Regions from separate parts of the Sus scrofa genome. Here regions 2, 3, 4 and 5 are each linked to region 1. Evidence: chromatin contacts called from public Hi-C and HiChIP or PLAC-seq data. All regions are on one chromosome and are shown on one strand. Each heading gives the region's core, a stretch centred on a gene start, on an enhancer-like site or on the middle of the called end of the contact. The rest is flanking DNA. Distances are from core to core; before and after follow the strand shown. Region 1 overlaps GNG7 (guanine nucleotide-binding protein G(I)/G(S)/G(O) subunit gamma-7). Region 2 overlaps DOT1L (histone-lysine N-methyltransferase, H3 lysine-79 specific). Region 3 has its middle 12 kb from the start of DOT1L. Region 4 has its middle 13 kb from the start of OAZ1. Region 5 has its middle 130 kb from the start of TLE6.

Region 1 (2,539 bases), core at 21-2,520:
AACAGGGTGATGTGACATGCTTCCTGTCCATCCAGAACCCTCACTGTGCCTCCTGGGGACACGGACGGCAGAACTGATAACCTCACCTCCTCTTGCAGCAGCCTTGGGCAGCAGGGCAGTCATCACCCCAATTTACTGAAGGGAAAGAGGGTGGGAGCAGATGCCTGCCTGAAGGGGGTCTCAGAGTGGGAGGTGCTGAGGTGGTGCTGCTTCCCGCAGGCCTGGCGCCAGTGGCCACCCCACCCTCAAACATTGTGGAAACAGCCCTGAAGCCTGCTGGGCCTTTCCCCATCACTGCTGGGGGTGATTGGGGCACCTCACCTTCTCTGTGGCTCAGTTTCCTAATGCAGAAAACCAGGAAATCAACTGATTGCTGCCATGGGTGGGATGGAACCCTCTATGGCTCCCTACTGCCCTCAGGATAAGATAGTCTCTGCCCAAGGCCTCCTTGCTCCCTCTGCTTCACCTTGCACCCTTGCCCACTGTCCTGGAAGCAGCTTCTGCTCCCAAGCACACACCCTCCCACCCCAGTCAGCTCCATGGCACCACCAACCTCAACTCAGACGTCACTTCCTCCAAGAAGGCCTCCCTGAAGCCTTGGGGGAGCACCTGCTGTTGCTCTCAGGCAGTGCTGTCACTATCAGCTCACTCAACCAGGGTCTCAGCTGGAGTGATTCTACTCCTCTCCCACCCCCCCACCCCCGAGCAGTTGGGGACACCTGTGGTTGTCATTAGTGGGAGGCTCCTGGCATTGAATGGGTGGGAGCAGGGATGCTGCTCCACCCCCCACGGTGCCTGGCCCCGTCCAGAAAATGACTGCTCCCTCCTACCCGGCCATCAGTGCCGAGGGGGCCAGCCGGCCCTGCCCCTCAGCATGGGGACAAGGGAGACTTGGTTGACGGTTCACCAAGGGGCCCGTGTGGGTGTGGCCCCATCCCCAGTCCCCAGCTGCCTCTCTTCCCACCTTCTCCGCATGCCTGTCCTCACTGGCAGCCCTGGCTCCCTGGTCAAGGACACCCACAGCTCGCAGCCCAGCTCTCCCTGCCTTCCAGCCGCTTGGCTTTGTGAGCCCAGCACCCAGGGGCCCTGGCTCCAAGCTCGCCTGTCATCAGGCAGAGCTCTCGAATCAGCTGGGACGTTAGTCAGGGAGCCAGGGACAGCATGTCCCATTCCAGGGGACTCACGAGCTGACCTCGGCCCTGGCCGCTGACTCAGCGAGGGAGCCCAGTGTGATCATCACTGCTTTCGGGGCGTGGTGAGTGCGCTCCCTGCAGGCCCCTATGTGTCATGAGTCCTGCTCACAGGCTCGCCTCTCCGCTGGGGAGGTCAGGTGAGGATTCCTCCCCAGCTCATTCCTTCCTTCTTTTGCTCACTTGCTAAACATCCGGCCGGCGGTTGGGCAAGATCCTTGACCTGAAGGAGCTTACGGTCCAGCCTGGGTAACAGATGCAGCTAATTAGAATGTCACAGAACAGTTACCGCGTGGCCCTGGGCCAGTTCCTCAGCCTCTCTCAGCTCCTAGTTTCTCTGTGAGACGGAGCTGGTGATCTCTAATTGGCAGGGTTGAGGTGAGTTTCAGAACGAGCACACCTGAAGGCAACCGGGTAGGTGTGTCAGTCAGCTACTGGTGTGTGACAAGATGCCACAAACGTAGGGTCAAAAACAACATCCTTGATCATCTCCTGGTTTCTGTGTTAGGAAAGAGGGTGTGGCTTAACTGGGTCCTCAAATCGGGGTCTCAAAAGCCTGAAATCGAGGGACTGGCTAGGTTGAGTTCTCCGCTGGGAACTCAGGGTCGCCTCCCAAGCTCATCTGTGTGGTTGGCAGAATCCACCTCCCCGCAGTGGTAGGACTTTTCCTGCTGGTTGTTGGGTGAGAGTAGCTCTCAGCTCCGAGGCTGCATGGCCTCATCCAGCTCATGATGTGGCTGTTTGCTTTCTTCAAGGCCAGTAGGAGAGTGTCTGCCACTACTCTGGTCTTTCTCCCTCTCGCTCTCTCTCTCTCTTTTTAATCTTTTTAGGTCTGCACTCACGACACATGGAGGCTTCCAGGCTAGGGGTCGAATTGGAGCTGTAGCTGCTGGCCTACACCATAGCTCACAGCAACGCCAGATCCTTAACCCACAGAGCGAGGCCAGGGATCGAACCTGCGTCCTCATGGATGCCAGTCAGATTCATTTCTGCTGAGCCACCATGGGAACTCCCCTCTCACTCTCTTTATTGTGATAAAAGGCATCTTGCCATCTTAAATATTTCTAAGTGCACAGCTCAGTGGCATTAGGCACATTCACAATGTCATGTGACCATCCCCACCATCATCTCCAGGACTTTCTCATCTTCCCGAATGGAAACTCTGTCCCCATGAAACACTGACTTGCCAGCCCCTCCCCCAGCCCCTGCCCCACCATCCACTTCCTGTGTCTATGGATCTGACGCCTCTAGACACGCTTCTGATCTCTTGGAAGGGCCCATCCCACCCAGATGGCCCCCCTTGTGATGAACTCTAAGGTCAACTGATTAAGGGTCTTCGTGACACCCGC
Region 2 (2,539 bases), core at 17-2,516, 400 kb before region 1:
GCACCACGCTGGCCAGAGGGATGCTGACAGGCAGCTTGCTGGGCTGCACGGTGCTGAGCGGGATGCTGACAGGCAGGCTGGTGATGGCCTCCCCACTGCTGGCGTAGGCGCGCTCCCTCACACCCTGCGGACACACCGCCAGACCGCCTGCTTCTGGGCCCAGGAAGCCCAGGCCACCAGCACCCCCCAAGGAACACGGAAGCCCTCCAACCACAGGGCTAGGGCCCTTGGCATTGCTCCCGCTCCTGCCCTTCCAGGGCCCCACTGGTCACCCCAATGTCCATCCACTCATTGGGCCCTCAGGCCTTTACCTTCCCCATACACCCATACTCGCCCTCTCCCGTCTGCTCCCCTAGCCTCGTTCCATGGTCACCACACCTGCCCTCATCCACTGGCTCTCTGCTGGCCAGGCCTGGCCTCTAGCCCAATGACGTCTCCACCAGCCCAGCCTGGCCCTGCAGGGTGCTGTGTGGGAGAAGAGAGGCCTTACCTTCTCGCTGCCCTTCTCTCCCGTCATCTGTAAGCCTGTGGGGGACGAGGGCCGAGGATCTTGGGGGCTCAGCTTGATGCCGTTGGTGATGCCGGGGCTGTGGTATGGGAGGCCATTCTCCTTGGTGGGCTCCACTCTGCAACAAGACCGTCTTTGCTCATTTTCTGGGGAGCCCCACAGCCATGGCTTTGCATTCAGAGATGGTGGCCCAGGCCCAACAAATCTCTGAATCTCGTCCCTCTCAAAAGACCCCCACAGGGCCCAAGGGCACCAGTCCAGCTGGGCCAAACTCACCGTGGGTGCAGATCGCTGGTGGCTGCCTTGTTGCCAGCCACGTGATCCTGGCTCAGGTGACGCCTCAGCACCAGCTTGGCAGGGGAGAGCCTAGTGTAGTCAGGCAGGGCCAGGCCAGACAACTTCTCGAGCCTTGGCCGGCCGCCATGGCTGGGGGTGCAGGGCACGACCTCCTGGTCCAGGGGGGAGGTCAGGTACTGGGGAGTGTTCTGCTTGGGCGAGGGTCGGCTGAGCGCGCTGCAGAGCTCGTAGCTGGCCGCATGGCCATTCATGGAGAGTTCCGGGCTTGTGCTGCTGAAGTGGGGCAGGGAGAACTTGGCACAGTCCAGCTCCAGGCGCAGCCGGCCAGGCTCAGCCTCTGGCTCCCGGGCCAGGCCACCCCTCCCCCGCAGGTGCGCAGACAGGGTGTCATCGGGTGGCACACAGGACTTGAGCTGCAGGAGCTCCTGCTGCCGCTGGCTCTTCTCCAGCTCCACGATGCTGATCTGTGAAGAGGCACACATGTCAGGGAGGCCGGCAGGGACAGCCCTGGGACAGCGAGAGGCTGGAGCAGGCTGGCGCCTGACGAAGCCCAGCAGTGTGTTCTAATGCGCTGAGTGTCCAGGTGGGTGTGAGAAAGCGAAGCACCGGGCACAGTGTCTGCTATGGTGGCTGGCGGCTGTGAGTAGGAGAGATCGGGACGCTATGTGGCAGGAGGTGTTTTTTTGTTTTTGGCAACACCTGTGGCATGTGGAAATTCCCGGGCTAGGGACTGAACCTGCACCACAGCAGCAACCCAACCCAATCTGCTGTAGTGACAACGCACCAGAGAGGAACTCCTCTTTAGCTTTTCCCTACAACAAACTGGCTCCTCTTGATTATACACAAGGAGATTGCTCCCGTGGGCACAGCCCGAGAGAGGACCTACTGTGGGGAAAGGGCAGCAAAGCTCTCCTGCGACACACAGGGCTGGGACCCTCAGGAAGCAGCTGGGCAGGAACCGTGACAGGACCTCCCCCTGCTCCCACACCTGCTTCGGGAGGGCAGTCTAAGGAAATGTCCCCATGAGGAGGCTCCGGGGCACAGAAATTCACCATGGTACAATCTCGCAGTGATAAATCCTCTGAAAGAACCCTGAGGGTCCAGCGACAGGGAGAGCTCACGTGAACCGTCAGAGCTCAGTGGGGAGACACGGAACAAGACACAAGGCCTCGGCCCGCACACGGGCTCCCGAGAACCAGAGCCAAGGCCGTGTCTTGCTGTGCTCTCTGGTCAAGTTACGCAGGCGCTGAGGCAGCAGGATGAAGGGAACCTACACAGTGTGCTTTGTCCCTCCCGCACTTCTCCTCACTAACCTGAGACACAAGCACAGGCCTCCCATCTAGGTGCCCTGACTGCCCACCCAGGAGCTGATGAGGACAGAAGTCCAGGAGGAGGCGGCTCCAGGGCGCCAGCGTTCCCCAGGGCAGCTGGAGCCCAGAGACCCCTTGACAAGCCTCCTACCTGCAACTCCAGGCAGTGCCTCTGCTTCTCCGAGATCTGGCTCTTCAGGGCCTGCTTCTCTTTCAGCAGGTTCTCTAGGGACAGTGTGGACCAGTCCAACTTCAGTTCCTCGCAGCGAGCCTTGAGCTGCGGGGACAGGGCATCACGGCCATGAGCCCCAGCCAGACCGGCCCCCACCCCAAGGCTGTGCAGCCGTAGGGAGATGGGAGGAGCCTGCACTGACTGCCTGCCTTCCCGGCAGAGAGGTCTGCTTCCTGCTCATTGGGCTCTGGG
Region 3 (2,539 bases), core at 19-2,518, 340 kb before region 1:
CAGGGCTGAATTCCTTTCTAAAGGGTTAGGAAGGAGCCATTCCCTTCCCCTTTTCAGCTTCTGGGGGTTGCCTACATTCCTTGGCCTGTGGCCATTTTCTGCACCTTCAAGGCCAGCAGCACTGGGCTGAATCCTTGGCATGCTGCCATCTCTCTGACCTTTCCTCATTTTTATTTATTTATTTATTTATTTATTTATTTATTTTTGTCTTTTTAGGGCCACACCCACAGCAGGTGGAGGTTCCCAGGCTAGGGGCTGAATCAGAGCTACAGCAGTTGGCTTACGTCAGAGCCACAGCAATGCCAGATCTGAGCCGTGTCTTCGACCTATACCACAGCTCACGGCAATGCCAGATCCTTAACCCACTGGGCGAGGCCAGGGATTGAACCTGCAACCTCATGGTTTCTTGTCGGATTAGTTTCCTCTGTGCTGCAATGGGAACTCCCCTTCTAAACTCCTCACTTCTAAAGCCTCGTGAGGAGTTCCCTGGTGGCCTAGCAGTTAAGGATCCGGTGTTGTCACTGCTGTAGCTCAAGTCACTGCTGTGGCTGGTGTTCCATCCCGGGCCTGGGAACTTCTGCGTGCTGCAGGTACAGCCAAATAAATAAATAAATAGGAGTTCCCGTCGTGGCACAGTGGTTAACGAATCCGACTAGGAACCATGAGGTCGCGGGTTCGGTTCCTGCCCTTGCTTAGTGGGTTAACGATCCGGCGTTGCCGTGAGCTGTGGTGTAGGTTGCAGACTCGGCTCGGATCCCGCGTTGCAGTGGCTCTGGCGTAGGCCAGTGGCTACAGCTCCGATTCAACCCCTAGTCTGGGAACCTCCATATGCCGCGGAAGCGGCCCGAGAGATAGCAACAACAACAACAAAAAGACAAAAGACAAAAAAAATAAATAAATAAATAAATAAATAAATAGCCTTGTGATTCCCTTGAGTCTACCAAAGGGATAATCCAGTATAAACTCCTCGTTTAGGGTAAAATCCCCAATTGGTCTCCCAATTAGGTTAGCTAAATCACAACTGCAATTCCATCTATAACCTGAATTCCCTTTTAGGCTAACACGTCCACAGATTTCGAGGACTGGGATGTGGAGGAGGGACATACACCTGCCTTCCATACTTTATAAACATCCCATTTTGCAGATTAGAAAATGGAGACTTTCTGGGTTTGGTGACTCACTTGAGTCACAAGGGATTGTCAGTGGTTGCACTGGGTTGGTCAAAGTCCAAGCTATTCACCAGGGCTGTGATGGGCAGGGCCCCAAACACTTGTGGGTAGGAGGAAGGCTGAATGTGGGGTTAGGAAAAGAGGAAACTGGGTCTCTCATGAAATACAGGAGGTGGAGTTTTGTTTTGTTTTGTTTTGCCACACCCTCGTAGCAGAAGTTCCTGGCCCAGAGATGGAAATCTCCGCCACAGCAGTGACAATGCCGGATTCTTCACCGTTAGGCCACCAGGGAACTCTTAAGGGAAGTTATTTTAGAGCCCTCCACACCCCACATAAAGCCCCTGGGGTCTGAAGTTGCACTTCCTCTACCCCTTAGTCTGGGCTGCTGCGTTCTCCCCACCTCACCAGGATCTGGCCTCCTGTGTCTTTCTGGGCAGCTCAGCGCTCTCCGTGGTCCTGAAATGCCTCCCCACCTTGTCTCTTGGCCAGAGGTATGGGTCTCTGAGGTTCTAGCTCCTGCTTCATCTTGCTAACTATATCCGAGGCCTCCTTATTTCTAGGCCCTTACTTGCTCTCAAGATGGGGGTCATCCTTGAATTCTAGGGCAGCCCAAGAACTTGGATCTTTCCCAAAACTGATAGGGATAGAGTAGGATAGTTACACAGATAGTTGGAGAAATCCCAGTAGGGGACCGTAAATAGAGAGGGAAACCTAGGGAACTTTGAGAGACCACTGTAAGTTTATAATCGCTCAAGAAAGCTATTGCAATGCTGTGGAATGAAGCAGGCTCACTTAACTATAAAACCATAAATAAGAGCACCATGACAGCCCTAATTTGACCTCATAGGGTCAAGTAATCTCTTATCTGATACGAATGAGGAGCTAGTGATGTAAACCTGATGTCTATTCAAAGAATGAAGGAGGCAACTTCCCACACACCTCTCCACTTTCCTTGGGTTATTAAAATGTAGCCCACCTGATCCTTGGGGAAGAGCTTTCTCGCCTGCCCACCAGTATCCCTCACAAGCATCCTATGTTTTTTTTTTTTTTTTTTTTAAAGGGCCACCAGTTCTGCATATGGAAGTTCCCAGGCTAGGGGTCAAACCAGAGCTACAGCTGCTGGCCTATGCCACAGCCACAACAACGCTAGGTCCAAGTTTCGTTTGCAACCTATGCCAGAGCTCTCGGAAATGCCAGATCCTTAACCCACTGAGCTGGACCAGGGATCAAACCCGCCTCCTCATGGATACTAGTCAGGTTCATTTCTGCTGAGCCGCGATAGGAACTCCTCAAGCATCCTATCTTAATAAACCTATTTCTTGCCTGTCACTTTTTCTCTTTCTGAATTCCTTCTGTGCTGAGACACAAAG
Region 4 (2,539 bases), core at 25-2,524, 320 kb before region 1:
TAAAAAGTATATGGTTAGTAGTATTGAAATATATAAAGACAACCCACAAGGGTTACATATCGATGGATTACATTTTTTTTTTTTTTTGTCTTTTTGCCTTTTCTTGGGCTGCTCCCACGGCATATGGAGGTTCTCAGGCTAGGGGTCTAATCGGAGCTGTAGCTGCCGGCCTATGCCAGAGCCACAGCAACTCGGGATCCAAGCTGCTTCTGTGACCTACACCACAGCTCACGGCAATGCCAGATCCTTAACCCACTGAGCAAGGCCAGGGATTGAACCCGCAACCTCATGGTTCCTAGTTGGATTCCTTAACCATTGAGCCATGATGGCAACTCCGATTACATTTTTTTCTTGGCTGTGCCCACAGCACGCAGAAGTTCCCAGGCCGGGGATCGAACCCATGATATGGCAGTGACAAAGCTGGATCCTTAACCCGCTGAGCCACCAGGTAACTCTGGATGGATTTGATTTAGTAATGTTGAACGAATAGCCCTTGTGAGCTTATTTAGAATCTTAAAATAACACTTCACCTGGTAATTACTAAAATATACATTGGTCATTACCAAAATGGTGTACAAAGTGACCGAAAATAATTTAACCCCCTTCTACAGGAGGTGCCTGTACAAACCTCAGCTGACAAAGAAGCTATCCTGAACTGGCTGAGCTAAAAGTCACAGTATTGGAGTTTCCTTGTACAGCAGCTTAAGGATCCAGCCTTGTCACTGCTGTGGCAATTTCTCTTTTCCTTCCTTCCTTCCTTCCTTCCTTCCTTCCTTCCTTCCTTCCTTCCTTCTTTCTTCCTTGACCAAGTGGCAACATGCGGAAGCTCTAGGGCCAGGAATTGAGCCTCACAGCAGTGACCTGAGCCACAGCAGTGATAACACTGGGTCCTTAACCTTCTGAGCTACCAGGGGACTCCCACCCTGCAATTTCAAGATTCAGACTCTGGCCTCAGAACGTGTGAGAAGGAATTCCTGTTGATTTAAGCCCCCTAGTTTGCAGTCACCTGTTACAGCAGCTGCAGGAAACACATACACCCTGAATCTTCATCCCGCCCCATGTGGTGGTACCGAGAGACACAGCTCAGAAGGGGCTCAACCTTCAAAGGGACATTCTAAGACCTGCAACCACGTGTTTGCAGCTAGAAATTGTAGGCCACTTTGGGACCCCAGAGGAGAAGAGGGAAGTGGATTTTTTCGGTGACTTATCACCAGTAAAAACCCTGAACACACAAGTCCCCCCTGGAGGCACCAGGAGGCCTGACAAACAAATGGCAGCTTCCTGCTCTCTCCCAGCCGCACTCAAAAACAACTCTCCCGCCCTTCCCTGTGACGCAGGAGAAACAGGCACATTTAGAAATGTAGACAAGCTCAAAGAGGACAGTTTTCAAAACACCCACCAGCTCCCATCCAAAAACAGATGCTGTTTAATATTTGAGGGTTCTTTGCTTGGATGTTTTTGTAACCTTGTATTTCAATAGTATTTACATATTTATTTTTACAGGACTGGAATCATTAGTGAACGTCTGAACATCTTGTTTTGTAACCTGCATTTTTTTTCTCTTAAGGGTGTATTATGGTTTGGCAGTTGCTCAAAAAGCTAAACATGGAATCACCACATGACAGAACTCCTATGAATGCATCCAAAGGAGATGAAAGTGGGTACAAGAATAGATATTTGTCAGAGTTCCCATCGTGGCGCAGCAGAAGCAAATCTGACTAGAAACCGTGAGGTTTTGGGTTTGATTCCTGGCCTCGCTCAGTGGGTTAAGGATCCGGCGTGGCCATGAGCTGTGGTGTAGGTCGCAGATGTGGTTCGGATCCCTCGTTGCTGTGGCTCTGGCGTAGGCTGGTGGTAACAGCTCCGATTAGACCCCTAGCCTGGGAACCTCCATATGCTACGGGTGCAGCCCTAAAAAGACCAAACAAACAAACAAACAAACAAACAAAAAGAATAGATATTTGTACACACACATACAAAGCAGCGTGACTCACAAAAGCCAAAGGGTGCAAACAACCCAAATATCCTCTGAAGGGATTAACACACGTGACTGTCCGCATGTGGGAGCATCACTCATCCTGCAAAGGAGAAGCACCAACACTCCTACCACGTGGATGGACCTGGCGACCACGAGGCTCAGTGAGAGAAGCAGACACAGAAGGACACACAGTGTGGGACTCCATGGATGGGAAAAGTCCAGAACAGATGCACATCCACAGACAGAGGTGGGTTCCTGGTTGTTAAGGGCTGCCAATGGGAGGGTCAACAAACAGTTATTGTTTAATGGAAAGGCAATTCTGTTTGTGATAGGACAAAATTCTGGAAATAGTGATGACTACACAACAATCATCATGATAAAGCCAAAAAAAAAAAAAAGCGTGTTTTCTTTTCTACTCAAGGTTCTATAATAACCTATATGGGAAAAGAATCTGAAAAAGAATGAATATATGTATATGTATAACTGAATAGCTTTACTGTACTCCTGAAACTAACAACACTGTAAAGCCAACTATATTCCAATTAAAAAAATTTTTTCTTT
Region 5 (2,539 bases), core at 24-2,523, 300 kb after region 1:
TTGTGACGATGATTTTCCTCCATTGAAAGCCTTCTTTGTGCATTGTGGATACAATGACTTTGTCAGAATCTGTTACACAAATATTTTCTCCTTGTTGTGGCTTGCCTGCTTGTTTTCTCACAGTGCAAAATATTCAAATATTCAAAATTTTAAGGACAAACTAGGTCATTTCTTTGTGTATCTTTTCCACATTTTCTATCCTGAGAAATCTTTGCCTATCCCAAGATCACAAAGATTTTTCTCCAGTGTTCTTCTAGATGTTTTAGAGCTTTAGCTATTATAAAAACTTATTGTGTCTGAACAGTCATGTCCTTAAAAGGGAGACCTGTAAGAATTTTTGATTTTCCCTAATTTTTGAGCCTGTTAATTGAATGCATAGTCAACCAGACACACCACATCCTGGCCATCTTCCAATGTATATGTGAAATTCTCCAACTGCCAGAGATGACAGCTTGCAGCCCAGAGTTGCCCCAGCTTCACCTCAATCACCCCGGCACCCTCCACTTCCAGGAGTATCCTGCCTAGGACTTGGAAGAGGACTGGGGTTGTGTCCCCAGAAAGGGGCAAGGGGGCAATTAGGCAACATAGAGGCTTCCCTGAGTGTGATGGGAACCAAACATTTGTACAGGGTCTGGGGGAGGCAGCAGGAGGGACAGATGCTCATAGTGCTCACCTGTCCACATTTGAGATATAATATTTAATACATTTACTCTTTATTAACATGGTTAATTTTTTTTTTTTTGTCCCTCCCCATCGGAATCTAAGGATGAGGGCAAGGATTTTTGTGTTAATTTACTGTTGTCTTCCCTTGTCCAGAAAATAGAGTTTGGAATATAGCTATGCTTAATTAGCATTTTTTTTTCAGGATTCCACATGCATTTTTCCTTCAGGAATATCCAATACAAAAAACAAAATAGGCACCAAAGCGAAAACGTGAGCTAGGGCGCCATCCAGTGGCTACTATGGGATAGCACGACGCAGTTATTAGAAAAGCAGTACGTAAACAAATGAATAAAATATGACACATTTCTGGAAAAATAAGGTGTGTTCCAAGAAGCAACATTCCAATAATAGGAATGTCTTTTTATAGGGGTGTAAATAAAGAAAAGTTTTCAGAGAAATGAGCATTTATTGCTTATGTAACAAACATTGCTTATTAGACACCCGGGTGCTCAGGGGTTGCCCAGGAGGCCACGCCCTCAGCCACACCTCTGGGTGTGCTTTCTACCCTAGACACGCCCGTGTGGGGATGTGGGCGGGCCCTCATTGACCACGCCCACAAGCACATTCCCGCTTCCGGAAAGCCTAAGGGGGCAGGGCACCACACTAGAACCAATAACGTCCCAATGACCGGGGAAATAGTATTTATCTGCTCTATGATTGGAGAAGCTGACCTGCCTATCCTCGAGCTTCCACCAACACCAAACGTAGGTCTGCCCCCTTTTTATTGCTCCCAGCTGCCCCGGGGCCGGAAGCGGAAGTGCGATCAAGAACGCTACTGCAGAGTTGGCTGCTTTCATGGGACTACACGCTACTCCTTTTGGTGTCCACAGCAGGGTCAGGCCTTGCGACTGCTTGGCGGCCAAGGCTGGGCGAGGAGCAAGCCGCGCCAGGAGTGGGTCAGAGGGCGGGGTACAGTTCAAAGGGCAGGGGTCGGGGTTATTTAAAGGGTTACTTCCAAAGTCCAGTCTAGGACGAATGGAACTGAGCCTCAGGGGTCTTGTTTGGCGGCGCAGGACCATCTGACCCCCTACACCTTAGGACCCGCGGCGGCCTCACTTTAGGATTTGGGGGAAGGGTGGATATGAGTGAGATGTGGATGGAGGCTGGTTTCCCTGGGCGCAGAGCAAAGCTGAGCCACGTGCAAAGGGGTCAACCAGGGCAACGTGAAACTGAATCCTTTTTCTTGGAAAACAAAAATTCATGTGGATTGTTGTGTCCAGAAACACCTGTGTAAATGCTTCGTGATATCCTACTGTGGCCACTGGATGGCGCCCTAGCTCATTGTGGAAATGGGGACAGATTCTTAGCATCCAAGAGAATCAGACTCCAAGTGGGAGAGGAACGTTGTCTTCTTACAAACAGGTTTTCCCGTCCCACTTTCTGAGATTTTCTGGAAGGAGTCCCTGTAGACTGGCTCCTGTGCTCTTTTAACAAGTCCCCATCTTTTTTGTTTGTTTGTTTTTAGGGCTGCATGTGTGGCATATGGAAATTTCCAAGCTAGTGGTCCAGTCAGAGTTCAAGCTGCCGGCCTGTGCCACAGCCACAGCAGCGCCAGATCAGAGCCACGTCTGCGACCTATGTACCACCAGCTGGTAGCAACAGGGTATCCTTAACCCACTGAGAGAGGCCAGGGATCAAAACCTGCATCTTCATGGATACTAGTCTGGTTTGTAACCTGCTGAGCCACAGCGGGAACTCCAAGCTCCTCATCATTTTGTGAACATTGCCTGACTTTCTGGCATAACTGGATGCTTCAGGACCTTCTTGTCTGGATACTGGCCCAGCCTCTGATCATCTTTGTCATAGACAGATTTCA

The links. A called contact is a pair of places that touch in the nucleus more often than the background predicts. HiChIP or PLAC-seq counts read pairs in DNA pulled down with a chosen protein or histone mark.
Region 2: an H3K27ac HiChIP or PLAC-seq map of skeletal muscle shows a contact between it and region 1, with 5 times the contacts expected there. The contact joins two enhancer-like sites. A contact is called at or near these places in 6 of 47 Hi-C or Micro-C datasets (embryonic fibroblasts, heart right ventricle, liver and 2 more) and 1 of 2 datasets of contacts at active chromatin or transcription factors (skeletal muscle).
Region 3: a contact with region 1 is called in an H3K27ac HiChIP or PLAC-seq map of alveolar macrophages. The contact joins two enhancer-like sites. A contact is called at or near these places in 2 of 47 Hi-C or Micro-C datasets (embryonic fibroblasts and skeletal muscle) and 1 of 2 datasets of contacts at active chromatin or transcription factors (alveolar macrophages).
Region 4: a contact with region 1 is called in an H3K27ac HiChIP or PLAC-seq map of alveolar macrophages. The contact joins two enhancer-like sites. A contact is called at or near these places in 5 of 47 Hi-C or Micro-C datasets (embryonic fibroblasts, heart right ventricle, omental adipose tissue and 1 more) and 2 of 2 datasets of contacts at active chromatin or transcription factors (alveolar macrophages and skeletal muscle).
Region 5: a Hi-C map of retroperitoneal adipose tissue shows a contact between it and region 1, with 2.0 times the contacts expected there. The contact joins two enhancer-like sites. A contact is called at or near these places in 1 of 5 promoter capture datasets (liver), 23 of 47 Hi-C or Micro-C datasets (adipose tissue, alveolar macrophages, blood and 15 more) and 2 of 2 datasets of contacts at active chromatin or transcription factors (alveolar macrophages and skeletal muscle).

What each region holds. Positions count from the first base shown.
Region 1 is chr2:75,984,547-75,987,085 of Sscrofa11.1, reverse strand. The region is part of intron 2 of GNG7 (guanine nucleotide-binding protein G(I)/G(S)/G(O) subunit gamma-7); the gene reads right to left. Among named protein-coding and RNA genes, the nearest start is that of GNG7, 56 kb to the right of the region's middle. Within about 2 kb of position 1,270, at least 29 of the 83 cell types and tissues checked have an H3K27ac peak or open chromatin away from gene starts, as enhancers often do. A contact at or near this core is called in adipose tissue, alveolar macrophages, liver and 3 more, where this site is marked.
Region 2 is chr2:76,388,093-76,390,631 of Sscrofa11.1, reverse strand. DOT1L (histone-lysine N-methyltransferase, H3 lysine-79 specific) reads right to left here. Exons shown (of 29, transcript XM_021084186.1): 19 at 2,267-2,392; 20 at 785-1,269; 21 at 491-626; 22 at 1-124. Among named protein-coding and RNA genes, the nearest start is that of SF3A2, 16 kb to the left of the region's middle. Within about 2 kb of position 1,266, at least 5 of the 83 cell types and tissues checked have an H3K27ac peak or open chromatin away from gene starts, as enhancers often do. A contact at or near this core is called in liver and skeletal muscle, where this site is marked.
Region 3 is chr2:76,325,975-76,328,513 of Sscrofa11.1, reverse strand. No RefSeq gene overlaps it. Among named protein-coding and RNA genes, the nearest start is that of DOT1L, 12 kb to the left of the region's middle. Within about 2 kb of position 1,268, at least 7 of the 83 cell types and tissues checked have an H3K27ac peak or open chromatin away from gene starts, as enhancers often do. A contact at or near this core is called in alveolar macrophages, where this site is marked.
Region 4 is chr2:76,308,621-76,311,159 of Sscrofa11.1, reverse strand. No RefSeq gene overlaps it. Among named protein-coding and RNA genes, the nearest start is that of OAZ1, 13 kb to the right of the region's middle. Within about 2 kb of position 1,274, at least 15 of the 83 cell types and tissues checked have an H3K27ac peak or open chromatin away from gene starts, as enhancers often do. A contact at or near this core is called in alveolar macrophages, where this site is marked.
Region 5 is chr2:75,683,710-75,686,248 of Sscrofa11.1, reverse strand. No RefSeq gene overlaps it. Among named protein-coding and RNA genes, the nearest start is that of TLE6, 130 kb to the right of the region's middle. Within about 2 kb of position 1,273, at least 39 of the 83 cell types and tissues checked have an H3K27ac peak or open chromatin away from gene starts, as enhancers often do. A contact at or near this core is called in adipose tissue, omental adipose tissue and retroperitoneal adipose tissue, where this site is marked.